2 separate regions of the Sus scrofa genome follow, and region 2 is linked to region 1. A link is a contact called in public HiChIP or PLAC-seq data. All regions are on one chromosome and are shown on one strand. Each heading gives the region's core, a stretch centred on a gene start, on an enhancer-like site or on the middle of the called end of the contact. The rest is flanking DNA. Distances are from core to core; before and after follow the strand shown.

Region 1 (6,869 bases), core at 2,319-4,818:
AATAGAAAAACAAGTCTTTTAAAATATTATCAAAGGGAGTATAAATGGAAATAATCTCTGAGGAGGGTAATTTGAAATACTTAGCAAATTTTATAAACTCATATATTCTTTGACTCAGTATTTCATATCATGAGTTTATCTTAGATAAAATTCTTATGTGTGTGTGTGTGTGTGTGTTGTTTTTTATTTCTTTTGGCTGCAACCATGGCATATAGAAGTTCCCAGGCCAGGGATCAAACTCATGCCACAGCAGTAACAACACCGGATCCTCAGTCCACTGAGCCACCAGGGAATTCCCACTCGTTTTTTTTTCCTTTCTGTTGCTCCTTCCTCGTCGGCATATGGAGGTTCCCAGGCTAGGGGTTCAATGAGAGCTACAGCTGCTGGCCTACACCACAGCCACAGCAACACGGGATCCGAGCCGCGACTGCAACCTACATCACAGCTCACAGCAACACTGGATCCTTAACCCACTGAGCAAGGCCAGGGATCGAACCTGCATCTTCATGATACTAGTCAGGTTCCTTACTGCTGAGCCACAATGAGAACTCCAGGAATCTAAACATTTTAATCAGTGGCATGTGCTGACAGTGAGAGCTGAAGCTGAGAACCCACTCCTTCCCTGCTGGTCACTGCCCTGGGCTTGGGTACATTTGGGTCAGGCACACCTTGATGGTGTCCTCTGAGTTATCTTAACTCTTTCCCTGCCAACTAGTCCTATGGCAGGTTCTAAACTTGCTAAGCCACAGTGGGAACTCCCTACGTTTGACCTAAGTGCTCTTATACTATTTTTCTAACAGAAATATAAAAGATACACAGATTGCATTCTATTTCAATCTAGTTTACCTGATATTTTGTGTAAAAATTCATTCAGTTTTATATTTGAATTGAGTTATATTTAATGTCAAGCTGAGATTTATCAAATAGCATGTTTCATTTTGTCATAGGGTTTACTGGCTCAAGAACAGCTGCTACCTGGAATATCCTGGATTTATCTTTGAAAGGCTATTTGAAGAATACATAAAATTGTGGAAGTGCTAACTGTGACAAGTGATGATGCTTTCATAAACTCATTTGAATGGTTACAGAAGTAGAGATATACCATACAAACTCATATTTGTATCTTAAGTAATTAGAATGCTTAAGACAATTAAAAGGTTTCCTCGGGAGTTCCCTTCATGGCTCAGTGTTTAAAGAACCCAACTAGGATTCATGAGGATGCAGTTTGATCCCTGGCTTCACTCAGTGGGTTAAGGATCTGGCATTGCCGTGAGCTATGGCATAGGCCGCAAATGTGGCTCGTATCCCACATTGCTATGCCTGTCCTGATTCAAGCCCTAGCCTGGGAACCTCCATATGCTGAGAGTACTGCCCTAAAAAGACCAAAAAAAAAAAAAAAAAAAAAAAAAAAACCCAAAAAAAAGAGAGAGAGAGAAGAGTTTGTTCTGGTTTCAAAAAAGACCGGACACAGACAGTCCCACTTTCTGGAACTTAAATGCTGAATGCCAAGACAATTCAATAGGAAGAGAATAGTCTTTTCAACAAATACTAGGTCCTACGACAGTTGCATGCAAGTGACCCTGCCTTATAACCTCATAAAAATTATCTCAAAATGGATCAAAGATTTGAATGTGGAGAGTTAAAAGCTCTTAGAAGAAAACATAGAAGTAAATGGTTGTTAGCTGTGACACCAAAAACACTAGCCACAGAATAAAAAATAGACAAACTGGACATATCAAAACCAAAAACTTTTGTGCTGTAAGCAATACCAAGAGATAACAACAATACCAAAGAAAGTGGAAAGACAACACACAAAATAGGAGAAGTATTTGCAAATCATGTATGTGACAAGGGATTTGTGTCCAGAATAAATAAAAAATTCTTATAACTCAATAATAAAATGAAAAATAATCCAAAGGATCTGAGCAATTACTCCAAAAGACACACAAATAGACAATAAAAACATGAATAGATGCTCAGCACTCAACGGTTTCCAACAACATTGGTTCAGAAAAATGCAAATCAAACCCGCAATGAAATATCATTTTATGCCCACTAGTATAGCTATAACCAAAAAGACAACGCTCAACAGTTTCCAATACCCAAAAAAGCTGACAACCTAGATACCTTACCAATTTTGATCTCCACTCCTCATGACTGAAGACGCTAAACACAGCTTCTCTCGGATGGACCATGGCTCTGTAGGGCCAGTACTCAGCAGCTTATGTTCTGAAAGTAGAGAAGACTTATAGAAAACCACTGAGACACTAGTTCTAAGCCTCAAAGAGAAGACTAAAAGCCTAAACATCCCAACCTATAAGGACAACGTGAGCTACTATCACCAAATCTTGATTCTTCACCTTTCTAGTAAATAACCTAACTAAAACAGTGTGCCTATGGTATTTGAAGAAATAAAATGTTTTGCCTTCAAATGCCATGGGCACAATGGTTTAGTTTAAAAAAAAAAAAAGTAATGTCAGATTAAGATAGGGCAGCTCCCCGAAAGACTCAATTTTAAAAAACGCTTTATTCCAATTTGGACCTAAGGGCTTATTTCCCAGGATTCCGAGCGGCCACCTCCCCTCCGTCCCGCCTCCTTCTTAGCATAAAGTTGTTTACTTCTTTCAGTAACACCGCTCCCCTTTCCCCTGGCCGGGCCTAAAAGCCATATTCAGTCCGTGAAACAGAGATAAATGACTGAGATGCCCGAAATGTGATTTCCCCAGTGGCAGAAAAAGCTCGCGGTTAAAACTCCCCATTTCTCTGTGACTAGTGGCCTCATAAACGTTCGTCAGAAACTGAATGACTCTTTGGGATGCCGGCCACTCCTTAAGGCGCACAACGTCTCGGTCCGTCTGTAGGGCACCTTTTCAGCTCACCCCGCAGAGCTCCCCAACATACAAAGATTTCGCTGAGCTGCTTATCTCAAACCTCGGCGGCCTTACTGAGAAGACTACACTTCTAGGCCCCCGGCCGTTGGGCTTCACTACACCGTCGAGTTCAAGTCTCGTGCCCTCCCTGGGCTCTCAGGCAAATCACTGCTCCTACTCTCTATGCTGTTGCCTGGCCTCGGCTCTACAAAGACTTACCACACAAAGGCGGTGCAAATACTTACTGCCCGTCCCTGCCGCCATTTTGGCTCGGAAGTCTCCAACTCCTGAGGGAAGAGCGTCAGCGTCCGCTACGCCTTAAAAAAAGAAAGTATAAGAAAAAGAACTCTGGGAAATAGAGTCCCGGTGTTTGGTTGCGGTGCTTCCTGGGAAATGTAGTCCCCCACCCCACCCCAGGAAGAACAAGTGCCCTAAACCGGGTCTCTTGTGCGTTCCTGGGAAGGAATGTGATAAAGAACAAAACACGGCAGCTGATGCCTCAGGGTTCAAGAAAAAGTAATAAGGCGGAATTGCAGGATCACCCAACACCAAGCCTCGACAGTTGGTAACCCGGACCCACTTTTGAGCAGAGCGGTCAGGCCGGAATAAGCCGTTTCCCAGTCTCGTCTGTCCCCTTGCGCTGATTGGTAGGTTCAGGTTTCGCTATCTGATTGGCTCAACGAACGCAGCGCGTAATTTAAAACATTGTATCAGTAACAAAGGTGAGCCTCGTGGGCGGGGTTGTGCTGTCTAGCTGCGAAGGTTCAGGTTCCGTCGCGGGGTGTGAGTGAGCCGGTACCGGAGGAGACGTGCGGTGTCTTCGGTGAGTATGAGGCTCTACTGGAGCCCAGCTGCGGTACCTGCTCTTGCCCTCGCGAATTAGGCTTTCAGAAAGAAGAACTGCCGCCATCCTTTTTTTTTTTTTTTTTTTTTTTAATACCTCTGTCCTCACTGTGGGCCTGGGGGAGAGACTGAAGGAGCCCAGGGCTACTGACACCACCTCCACGACACCGGAGAGCAAGACACCGTACTTGGAGTGTGGCCTTCTGCTTTTGGAGCTGGGTGTCTGCTCATTCCTGTTCGCGGTCGGAAATGCCGCCTCAGACTGGATTAAATGATTAACTCTCTCTCTCATTTCCTTTCTCTTTGCTAGTAGTTGAAGGGAAAGAGGAGCAGGAATTCAGCCAGTGAGACCAAGTTGTCTTGGGGCCTAGGAATTGGTTCTTACTCAGAATTTGCAGCCCTTTTTATCCCATAAGGTTCTCCTCCCTACCCACTTTTGTCTCTCTTTAGATCTAGGCTTCCCCTGCTAACATGTCGCAAGGGATCCTCTCTCCACCAGCCGGCTTGTTGTCGGATGAGGAAGTCGTAGTCTCCCCCATGTTTGAGTCCACTGCTGCAGATTTGGGGTCTGTGGTGCGCAAGGAACTGCTGTCAGACTGCTCTGTCATCTCCACCTCCCTGGACGACAAGCAGCAGGTAAAGGAGTTGAATTGGCTTGGGGGCAGAAAGTCATATCCTCAGCATACTAGTTATCCCTACAAAGTAGCAGGAGGTCAAAACCCTGCATTCTTAGGGTTTGAGAGATCAACTGAAAATTAAGGACAAGACAAGTAAAAAATGTACAATTGTGTGTCTCTAAGAAATCTATTAACTGCATTGCCGTAATGAAACATTCTCAAATGCATACTCAGTTAATCCTATGAGAGAAGGCAGTAGTTAGATCTCCTTCACCATGAAGTCCAGACATATTCAGGCTTTAATATGAACCCATAGCTTGCACTTAAAAGGGGGCTTGCTTTCTGCTGAGATGTCTCAGCTGCAGCATTCTTGATGCCTGGGGCCAGATGATTCTTTGTTATAGGGGGCAGTTCTGTGCAGTGTAAAATGTTAAGCGGCATTCTTGGTCTCTACCCACTAGATGTCAGTAGCTCCTTCCCAGGACATCCAGGAAATTTGTTCTGGCATTACTAAATGTCATGGTTAAGAACAGCTCTACTCAGACATCTCTTGTAGAAGTTTTATGAGAGCAGGGCCTTTGTTAATGTCCTTCACTGTGAACTACTGGATCCTATAAGATTTCCTGCACCGGAGTAGAGAGATCTCTGATCTCTAAATATCTGTTGAATGAACTTGGTGGGTGCTATTATTAACCCCATTCTACAGATGAGGGAACTGAGGTAAAGAAAACTTAAAGAACTTGTTCAAGATCTCAGGAGTTCCCGCTGTGGCACAACAGGATCAATGGTGTCTTTGCAGTGGCAGCAATTCAGGTTTGGTCCCCGCCCCGGCACAGACACAGTGGGTGAAGGATCCAGCCATGCTGCAGCTGTGGCATAGGTTGCAACTCCAGCTCTGATTGGATCCCTGGCCCAGGAATCCAATGGGTGGCCGAAAAAAAAAGATCTCATGGTTTCTTAATGATGGAATTGGGACTGAAATTCAGGTGTGTCTGCCTCTAAGGTGCTTAACTACTATGTTTTGCCATAATATCACACACTAATTTTCATGCCATTCAGAAAGTTCTAACCCAGATAATCTGTGGTAAGCCAGGCTTTCAGGATTCTAAAACGACAAGAAAGATGATTAAGTAGTGAAAAAGTCCATGTGGGTTGGAGTGATTATGGAACCTGAGTAGCTGCACACAGTCATTAGAGGTGGAATATGGTAGTGTTAACATGATTTCCAGGAACTATTTTATTTTACTTCTATTATTTTTTTGTCTTTTGTCTTTCCAGGGCCACACCTGCAGCATATAGAGGTTCCCAGGCTAGGGGTCCAATTGGAGCTGCAGCTGCCGGCCTACACCACAGCCACAGCAATGTGGGATCCGAGCTATGTCTTTGACCTACACCACAGCTCATGGCAACACCAGATCCTTAACCCACTTAGCGAGGCCAGGGATTGAACCCTCATCCTCCTGGATACTAGTCAGGTTCATCAACCACTGAGCCACAACGGGAACTCCAGAAACTATTTTATATTTGCCCATCTGCTCAGAAGTAACTGCTGAGATTAATCTGTGGTTCTGGCCTGGAATTCTGTCACAGGTTCCATCTGAAGGAAGCATGGAGAAAGTCAAAGTATACCTGAGGGTCAGGCCCTTTTTACCTTCAGAGTTAGAACGACAGGAGGATCAGGTGAGTTTCTGAGGAGGGAGGATTAAAAGTGGAATGCTGCAATACAGTAGAGGCTCCCAGGAATGTTTTCCTTCGGTGACAGTTTTCCCTCTTCTTAGGGTTGTGTCCGTATTGAGAATATGGAGACCCTTGCTCTACAGGCACCCAAGGACTCTTTTGCCCAGAAGAGCAACGAGAGAGGGATTGGACAAGCAACACACAGATTCACCTTTTCCCAGGTATAGAGATACTGATATGTGAACAGGGCACCACCATGTAGAGGCAACTTTATTCCCTCTTTAGAGGGTAAAGCTTTCTTCTTAACTGTGAGTTTCTTATATATACATGTCTACAGCTTGGGGACCTTTGTAATGTGTTAGTGTGTCAAGCACTTTACGTGCTTTAATTCCCAACAACTCTGTCACTGTTATCATTATGGTCCCTGTTTTCCAGTAAGGATACTGTGGCTCAGTGAGGATAGTGTTGCTGAAGCCCTGTAGCAGTCATTGGTAGAGTTAGGGCTTGAATCAGATCCATCTATCTCCCAAGCCCATGCTTGTGACCATTATGTCGCTCCATTTTGTGTGCAGCTGTGGACTTACTAGATAGCATTCCTTAAGTATTTGTTGATTTGGATAAAAGGTGGACTGGCAGAGAGGATTTAGGGAGCAGCTGGGAGCACTGCAAAAAAAAAGCTGCTTGAGTGTCTCCAGAGCCAACCACCCAGGAAGGGATGTATCTGCTGGCTCCGCACAGAGGAAAGTGGGAGATGAAGGATGGGCCTCTGAGAAACTGGATCTGTCTCTAGATCTTTGGACCAGAAGTGGGACAGGCACCTTTCTTCAACCTGACTGTAAAGGAGATGGTAAAGGATGTACTC
Region 2 (6,938 bases), core at 1,769-4,268, 81 kb after region 1:
GGGTTCTTAACCCAGTGAGCCACAATGGGAACTCCTCCTTAGCTAGACTTTTCATGTCTGTCTTACTACTACTCTGTTACAAGCTCCTAGAACAATGCTTGTTCTTTGTAGGCTCCTAGTAATATTTTAAAAATAACCAGATAACAGACACATTTTGCAAGCCACTCCTGTACCTTCTCTGGGTCCTTTCCCTCTATTTACAATCAAAGTGTCCCAAAATTAGGAGGGAGCCTCCAAGTTTAGTTAGTTCAAACTTCTCTTACAATCACATAACAATAAATTAGATTACTTATTAAAATGCCCATTTCTGAGCCCCAGTCCCAAATGACCAAATCAGAATCTCTGATGATAAAGCCTGGAAACCTGAATTTTCTTGACTTCACTGGTGAGTATGATACACCCTAAAGTCTGAGAAATGTTGCTCTATCTAATATGTAAAAAAAGGACAGGATCAGAAGTACTGAATTTTTCTTTTGCTTCAGGCTCCAACATGCCTCAACTGGGCAGCATTACTTTTTTAACTTAAAATTTTGATATTTTGTTCATCACGGATTTTTTGGCATTATTTTTGATTTTTTAAAAGAGGGGATTGGATTAAACCAGAGTTTCTCAGAGCAGGGGGTGGGGAAGAGAGAAGATAGAGCCCTTTTGGGGGGTATATCAGAATTTCCAAAGGGAATGTGTGGTTCAAAAAAGCACATTTGACAATTCTACATGAAAAAGATGAAAACAAAAACTTTTGAAATTTCAAAATTTATTTACAGAAGGGAGTTTCCCTTGTGGCTCAGTGAATTAAGAATTCAACTAGTATCCATGAGGATGCCAGTTCGAGCCCTGGCCTCACTCTGTGGGTTAAAGGATCTGGCATTGCCTCGAGTTGTGATGTAAGTTGCAGACATGGCTCAGATCTGGCATTACTGTGGCTGTGGTGTAGGCCAACAACTACAGCTCTGATTCAACCCCTAGCCCAGGAACTTCCATAAGCCGAGGGTACAGCCCTAAAAAAGACAAAAAAAAAAAAAAAAAATCTACAGAAGGCATGAGTTTTTGGTTTTGGTTTTTGGTTTGTTTTGTTTTGTTTTTTTTTGGCCACACCCATAGCATGTGTAAGTTCCCTGGCCAGGGAGAGATTTTTATCCTTACCAAAAAGAGGATATAGATTTAAACGGTTTGAGGAATGCTGAATGTTAAACACGTTACTTCTCCTGACTGAAAGAAACATAAGCAGGTCCAAGTCTCGCTCCTTTAAGTGGACTAAATATTGAGTTGTAACAATTTTCAAAATGAAAACTCTAATTTCTTAGCTGATAGTTCACCAAGTCAGAGTAAGAGTGGATTTAGAGGCACTGCAGCTCAATAAAAGAAGGTGGGGGTCATGCTAATTTTGATCATTAACAGGGTAGAACCTGTTCCCTAGACTGGTTAGTGTTTAATGTATACCTTTGATCCTGACATGCAAACATACTGGTTTTTTGTTTTGTTTTGTTTTGTTTCTGTTTTTTTTCTTTTTTGGCTGTCCCTCTGCTTATGGAGTTCCCAGGCCAGGGATCAGATCTGAGCCACAGCTGCAGCAACACCAGATCCCTAACCCCCTATGCTGGGCCAGGATCAAGGCTGCATCTGTGCTCCAGAGACGCCGCTGATCCCGCTGTACCACAAAGGGAACTCCCAGCCATATTGTTAGGGTCAGTGAAATTTCCTGGGCAGTCAAATCAGATCAGTGATGTCTTGCTACTCTGATTTACTGATGAAGTCAGTCTGGACAGACCAGTACTTTCCCTTCTGTATCTTTCTGTCAGCCAAGATTGCATTTCTGCAGTCCTGCCTTGTGGACTGAGGGCACGTGTAAATGTGTGGTCTCTGTCTCTAGATTCCCTCCAGTCAGGCTCTAGACAGGAGCCCCATAGTCAGACTCCATGTACCAACCCAACTTCCAAAGGCCCCGTCCAGGTTCCTGGTGGAATGGCATTGTTTTAAAACCAGACCTTGAACTAGCTATTAAAACAGGCCTTGAAACACCTATGGTGGATTTATAACAGGGCAAGGCACCATGCTGGGCAGCTTTCAGGGAAAGGCCATCTTGCCCAATAGTGAGTTTTATTCATTATAATTAAAACAGCAATGAAGTATATCCTGAAGAGGGGGTTTGTTGATGGTGAGCAACACAACCAAATAATGAGGTTGGCAAGTTCTAGGCAGCAGTTTCCAACCCTAATTTGTGACAAGTCAGTTCTAACAAAAACTTCTCTATTTTCATTGGTAACCAGTGTCCACCTCCCCTATCCTTACAGGCAGTGGACAGAAGCCCATGTGGAACAAATGGCAGTCCTGCTCCTGATTCTCCTACACCTCCTAGAGATGCAGTCCTGATAGTGGCCTGGCTGCAGGCTATTCTGAAGATGCACCTCAAAAGAGGGAAGAGGGAAAAGCGGAAGCGAAGAGATGCTTGGGTGCCCTGATCATGGCTGGCACTCAATCTAAAAGTTCAGACACTGGACGAGGCATGGAACAGAGCCCCTCCCTGGCACCCTGGGCTGCCTCCTCCAATTCCCCAGGCTTGGACAAACGCACACCCAGCACCAGGCAGCTGTGTGGTGTCTGAGCCCTCTCCGAGCATTGGTGCTGGGCCCTCCCACAGGTTCTCCTCCACTACCACTCACGCACCCCTCCCCTGGCCGCAGAGCGGGCTCCGTGGACTCACAGACGACACTCACCTGCTCTGAGCAGCAGTGGCAGCAGCAGCAGCAGGAGCGCGGGCGGCAGCTGTCGCGGGCTCGGGGGGCGCGCCATGGCCCGGTGTACACGCCGGGTGCCCGCGTCTGGGGCGCTCTGCCTGCGAAGGGCGCGGCGTTCCCCTCGCTTCCGCGCGCTGGAGCTCTGAGAGTCGGGATCCTCGGCCGGCACCTCCCACCGCCTTGGGCCGCCCCTCCTGGCGCGAACGGCGCCGACACGCTCCCACCAGGGTCCTGGGCGCCGCCCTCAAACTCAGAAGCGGACCACAGCACCTCTCCTACTGGACCGAGAGGGCAGCGGAGGTGGGAATAAACGAGGGCACGCGCTGGGGCTTTGGCTAGTAAGAGTGCTCCACCCCAGCCGGCCCACCTGCCCGTCCTGCCAACTTCGCTTAGAGGGGCATTCTGCCCAAGTCACGGTGGAAGCTGCGGGATGGAGCCTTGCCATCTCTGGGGTCCAGAGAGAATCAAAACAGCATTCTATCTTAGTTTCTGGAATCCAGTCCCTACCACCACCAAGGAACAACTACCCCAAATGAAATCTGGTAACATAACTTGAACAAACCCACAAAGGCTCTCGTGTTTCTAGGTTGTTTTGTTTTGTTTTTCTATTAGAATGTGCACATCTATTATTTTGTTTCTCATGATAAATACCTTCAAGGGTGAGATTCAGTTCTTATCATTAGCCTCAAGATTCTGCAAAGGTGTGTCTCAGACAGGTGAAATGGCTTTGCGGGGAGCAGACCTGGGGCCAGATCCCAGGACCTTTGCCAGAGACTATATTCCTCCAAAATTCAACCCCTTGAGTGTCATGAAGGAGGATGGAAAGTTTAAACTCCCCTTAGACTAAACTGCAGAGATCTCCCTGGACAAAAGATCACTGAGGAAGGTGGCTGGAGAGGCCACTTAGGAGCTCATCATTTTCAGATGATGCTTAAGACAGCAAGCTACTCTACCAAGATTAAACAGGTAGGAGAAACCAGGATTTCTACCCAAAAAGGTAAGGGTGTATATTGGGCTGGTTTACTGGGCTGATTCACACCCTGTTCCCAAGATAGATACAGGCAAAATGACTCAGAAGAATGAGAACTTAACAGTACTTGGAAGAAAGCAATCAAAGGAATTGCAGGGTTTCTTCCCCTAACCCTCCAACCAAGCCCTCTCCTACCTCCAGAGCCCACCTGGCAGAGGGCCAGGAGGGAGGGTACTGAGAAGTGCAATAGAAACCTCTGAGATTTACTGGCTGCTGCTTCTGAATATGGCCATCCTGCTGTGGCCTCTGGGGGGCATTTGCCGATGTAATCAGCCTAGAAAGAGAGTCATTCCAGCCAGGGGTGTAAATCACCCTTCACAAAGCCAGGAGCGAGACATGCGGCCCTAGATAAGGAAGGAGACTGATGTGGCCTCTTGTGCCCTTTCCTCCCTTCTCCTGCCCAGGGGGAGCTGATTCCTCAGCTGTAATGCACTTTAAATGGAGTTTGTGCTTCATTTTAATCTATATCTGCCCTGCCAGTCTTACAAGAGAGCTGTGAAAGTGAACATCTGGCTACTCAGCTTTTGTACAGGGTCTGTTTTCCCCCAGCTCCACCCTACCTGTGTACCTTTCCCAAGCCCTTCCCTTCAGTACAGTTAGGAAGCCTGCAGCTGGGGAGCTGACAGCCCCCACTTTCTCCTTCACTCTGGCAGTAGTTTCAAAACAGGATTTACAAGGCAAGAGGTAACAATTTCAGGTGGCTGGGATGCTAGGAAAAGGCTGAGACCTATGAATTAACAAAGATGTGGAGTGTTTAAAGGGTGTTACCTCTGCTCCCTCTCCTTCAGCAACCAAGGCAAATCAAGTTAGGGGTAGGAGCGTAAGCCCAGAAAAGGCATTTGCTCAGGGTACCTACTTAGTGTGTCTACTCAGTGCTTTCCCCACGGAACGGACTAGGAAGGCAGAACAAGGTCAAGCTGATGGGCTAAGAGGATTGCCCAATTCCACCTGTAAAAGGCCAGCCTTTCTTTTGAAAGTGAGTGAGATACTTAGAGCCTATTTCTGCCTGGGCACTGTGGTGGGGAGCTTGACATCACTGGGCCTTTAATGAGGATTGGTAACCAAGGTGAGGGGAGGGTTGAGGAAGCCTCTGCAAATAAATATGACTCCAAGACTAATATTGACAGCTCCTCCAGCACACTCTCTCCTCACCAGCCATGTCCTCTGTGACTGCCAACACCTGCTAGATAAGCACCATTGCCGTTGGGAACCTTGTGGATAATGACAAATGAGCCAATCCTTTCTACAAAAATGATGTTAGCCATCATTCAATTCAATAAAGTCTTTTGAGGCTGATTATGAGTCCAGCTTTGTGCCAGGTGCCAAAATGATTAAGACACAAACTCTGCCCTGGGAGGGCCTTCCAAACCACTGACTGGAGCTCAAAGGTCCAAACACTCTATCTTACTCTTCTTTTGTAATCTTGGTTTTCTGACTTCTTATCAAGCCCTCTCTCACTGTTGAGCTTTAATTCCTGCTGCTATCCTTAGCTAATCCAGGCTGTTAGCAGTACACTGAATAACAGTTAAGAGAACAAGCTTTAGGGAGTTCCCTTGTGGCACAGTGGGTTAAGGATCCAGCACTGTCACTGCATCAGCTCAAGTTGCTGCTGTAGTGAGGGTTCGATCCCTGGCCCAAGAACTTCTGCATGCCATGGATGTGGCCAAAAAAAAAAAAAAAAGAGAGAGAGAACAAGCTTTACAGACTACCTGGGTTCAAATGCCATTTCCAATACATACTGGATGACCTTGGGCATGTCCATTTTTCTGTGCTTCAGTTCCTTCACCTGTAAAATTAATAGCAGTATCTACTTCATAAGACAGTTGTGTGGATTAAACAAGTATAAATTAAGTAAAGTGTTTAGCTTAGTGCCCAGTACATAGTAAGCCTTGAATATCACCCCAGGTGGTATGCAGTTCTTTCCATGAACTCAGCCTGCACACACATCAACCTGCTGCTTTAGAGCTGGAGGCTACAGTTCTTCTTCCTTTTGTTGAATATGCTAATGGGCCTGAATGCTTGTAGAAATGGGAATCAAGAGAATCATTTGCTACCTTGTCAGTTTCTTGAGGGCAGGGACTATGTTATATTTGAATAACTATAGTACTTTTATTGACAACCCTAGGAAGGAATTGCTGTTTCCCTAATATTTGCCTAAACTGAATGGGGAAAGAAAATTCTCCTTGCCTCCACTTTAAATACCTGAGAAGGAAAGAAAAATGCCTCTTCCCTCTCTATGGCAGAGGTCAGCTTGGTCCTGGGGCTGAGACCGCAACCGGAAGCAGTTTTTAGACCAAGAGGTTTCCATTCTTTATTACTTGACTTCATGATGAATGAATACCAGTCAGTGCAAGGACACCAGAGCAGAGCGAACCCCCTCCATAGCCTCGTGCAGAGATTCCTGGGCTGGGGTCTTAGGGTCTCATTTCCCAAGCCCAAGCAACTGATGGCCCTGAATTCTATAGTATCTACAACTAACTGATACTCTTGTTTAACACCTAATACAGCACCAACTTAGAAAGATGCACTGTTCACTGATGAGGATTTGGTAACAGGAAAATCCATTAAGGGTACAGACTCTGGAGCCATACTGCCTGGGTTCAAATCCCAATTCCACCATTCATTAGCTGTCAGATCTTGAACAAGTTACTCACTCCTCTGTTTCTCAATTTCTTTATTGGTAAAACATGCATAATAATGAGTACTTGCCTCATAGGATTGTTGTGAAAATTAGTTTATATATATAAAATGAGTTCATGGGTCTTGCACACGTTGAACTGAAAAGTGTTAGCTACTGTTATTGTTCCTGAAAATAACATGAATCAAATCACACAGTACCTTACATATCAAATTTCCCATATAATTTCTTGTAATATTTTCCTCAGCGGGTTAAGAACCCAACTAGTATCCATGTGGATGTGGGTTTGATTCCTGGCCTTGCTCACTGGGTTAAGGATGTGGCATTGCAGCAAGCTGCAGTGTAGGTCTTAGATGCTGCTTGGATCTGGCTTTGCTGTGGCTATGATGTAGGCTGGCAGCTGCAGCTCCAGCTGACCCCTAGCCTGGGAACTTCCGTATGACACAGGTGCAGCCCTAAAAAGAAAAAGATTACTGAAATGTGAACAGTTGTGCACCAGTCTCTTCCCAGGTGGGGGCTTGGTTCTACCTTTCCA

The links. HiChIP or PLAC-seq counts read pairs in DNA pulled down with a chosen protein or histone mark.
Region 2: an H3K27ac HiChIP or PLAC-seq map of alveolar macrophages shows a contact between it and region 1, with 4 times the contacts expected there. The contact joins the promoter of GFRA3 here to the promoter of KIF20A in region 1. A contact is called at or near these places in 1 of 5 promoter capture datasets (liver), 2 of 47 Hi-C or Micro-C datasets (both in embryonic fibroblasts) and 1 of 2 datasets of contacts at active chromatin or transcription factors (alveolar macrophages).

The regions. Positions count from the first base shown.
Region 1 is chr2:140,198,749-140,205,617 of Sscrofa11.1, forward strand. It overlaps KIF20A (kinesin-like protein KIF20A), which reads left to right and starts at 3,569. Exons shown (of 19, transcript XM_003123952.6): 1 at 3,569-3,693; 2 at 4,164-4,349; 3 at 5,921-6,010; 4 at 6,109-6,228; 5 at 6,798-6,869. The coding sequence starts at 4,185. BRD8 (bromodomain-containing protein 8) reads right to left here and starts at 3,499. Exons shown (of 24, transcript XM_005661688.3): 1 at 3,451-3,499; 2 at 3,116-3,187; 3 at 2,133-2,229. The coding sequence starts at 3,134.
Region 2 is chr2:140,280,209-140,287,146 of Sscrofa11.1, forward strand. GFRA3 (GDNF family receptor alpha-3) reads right to left here and starts at 3,019. Exons shown (of 13, transcript XM_003123953.5): 1 at 2,715-3,019. The coding sequence starts at 2,790.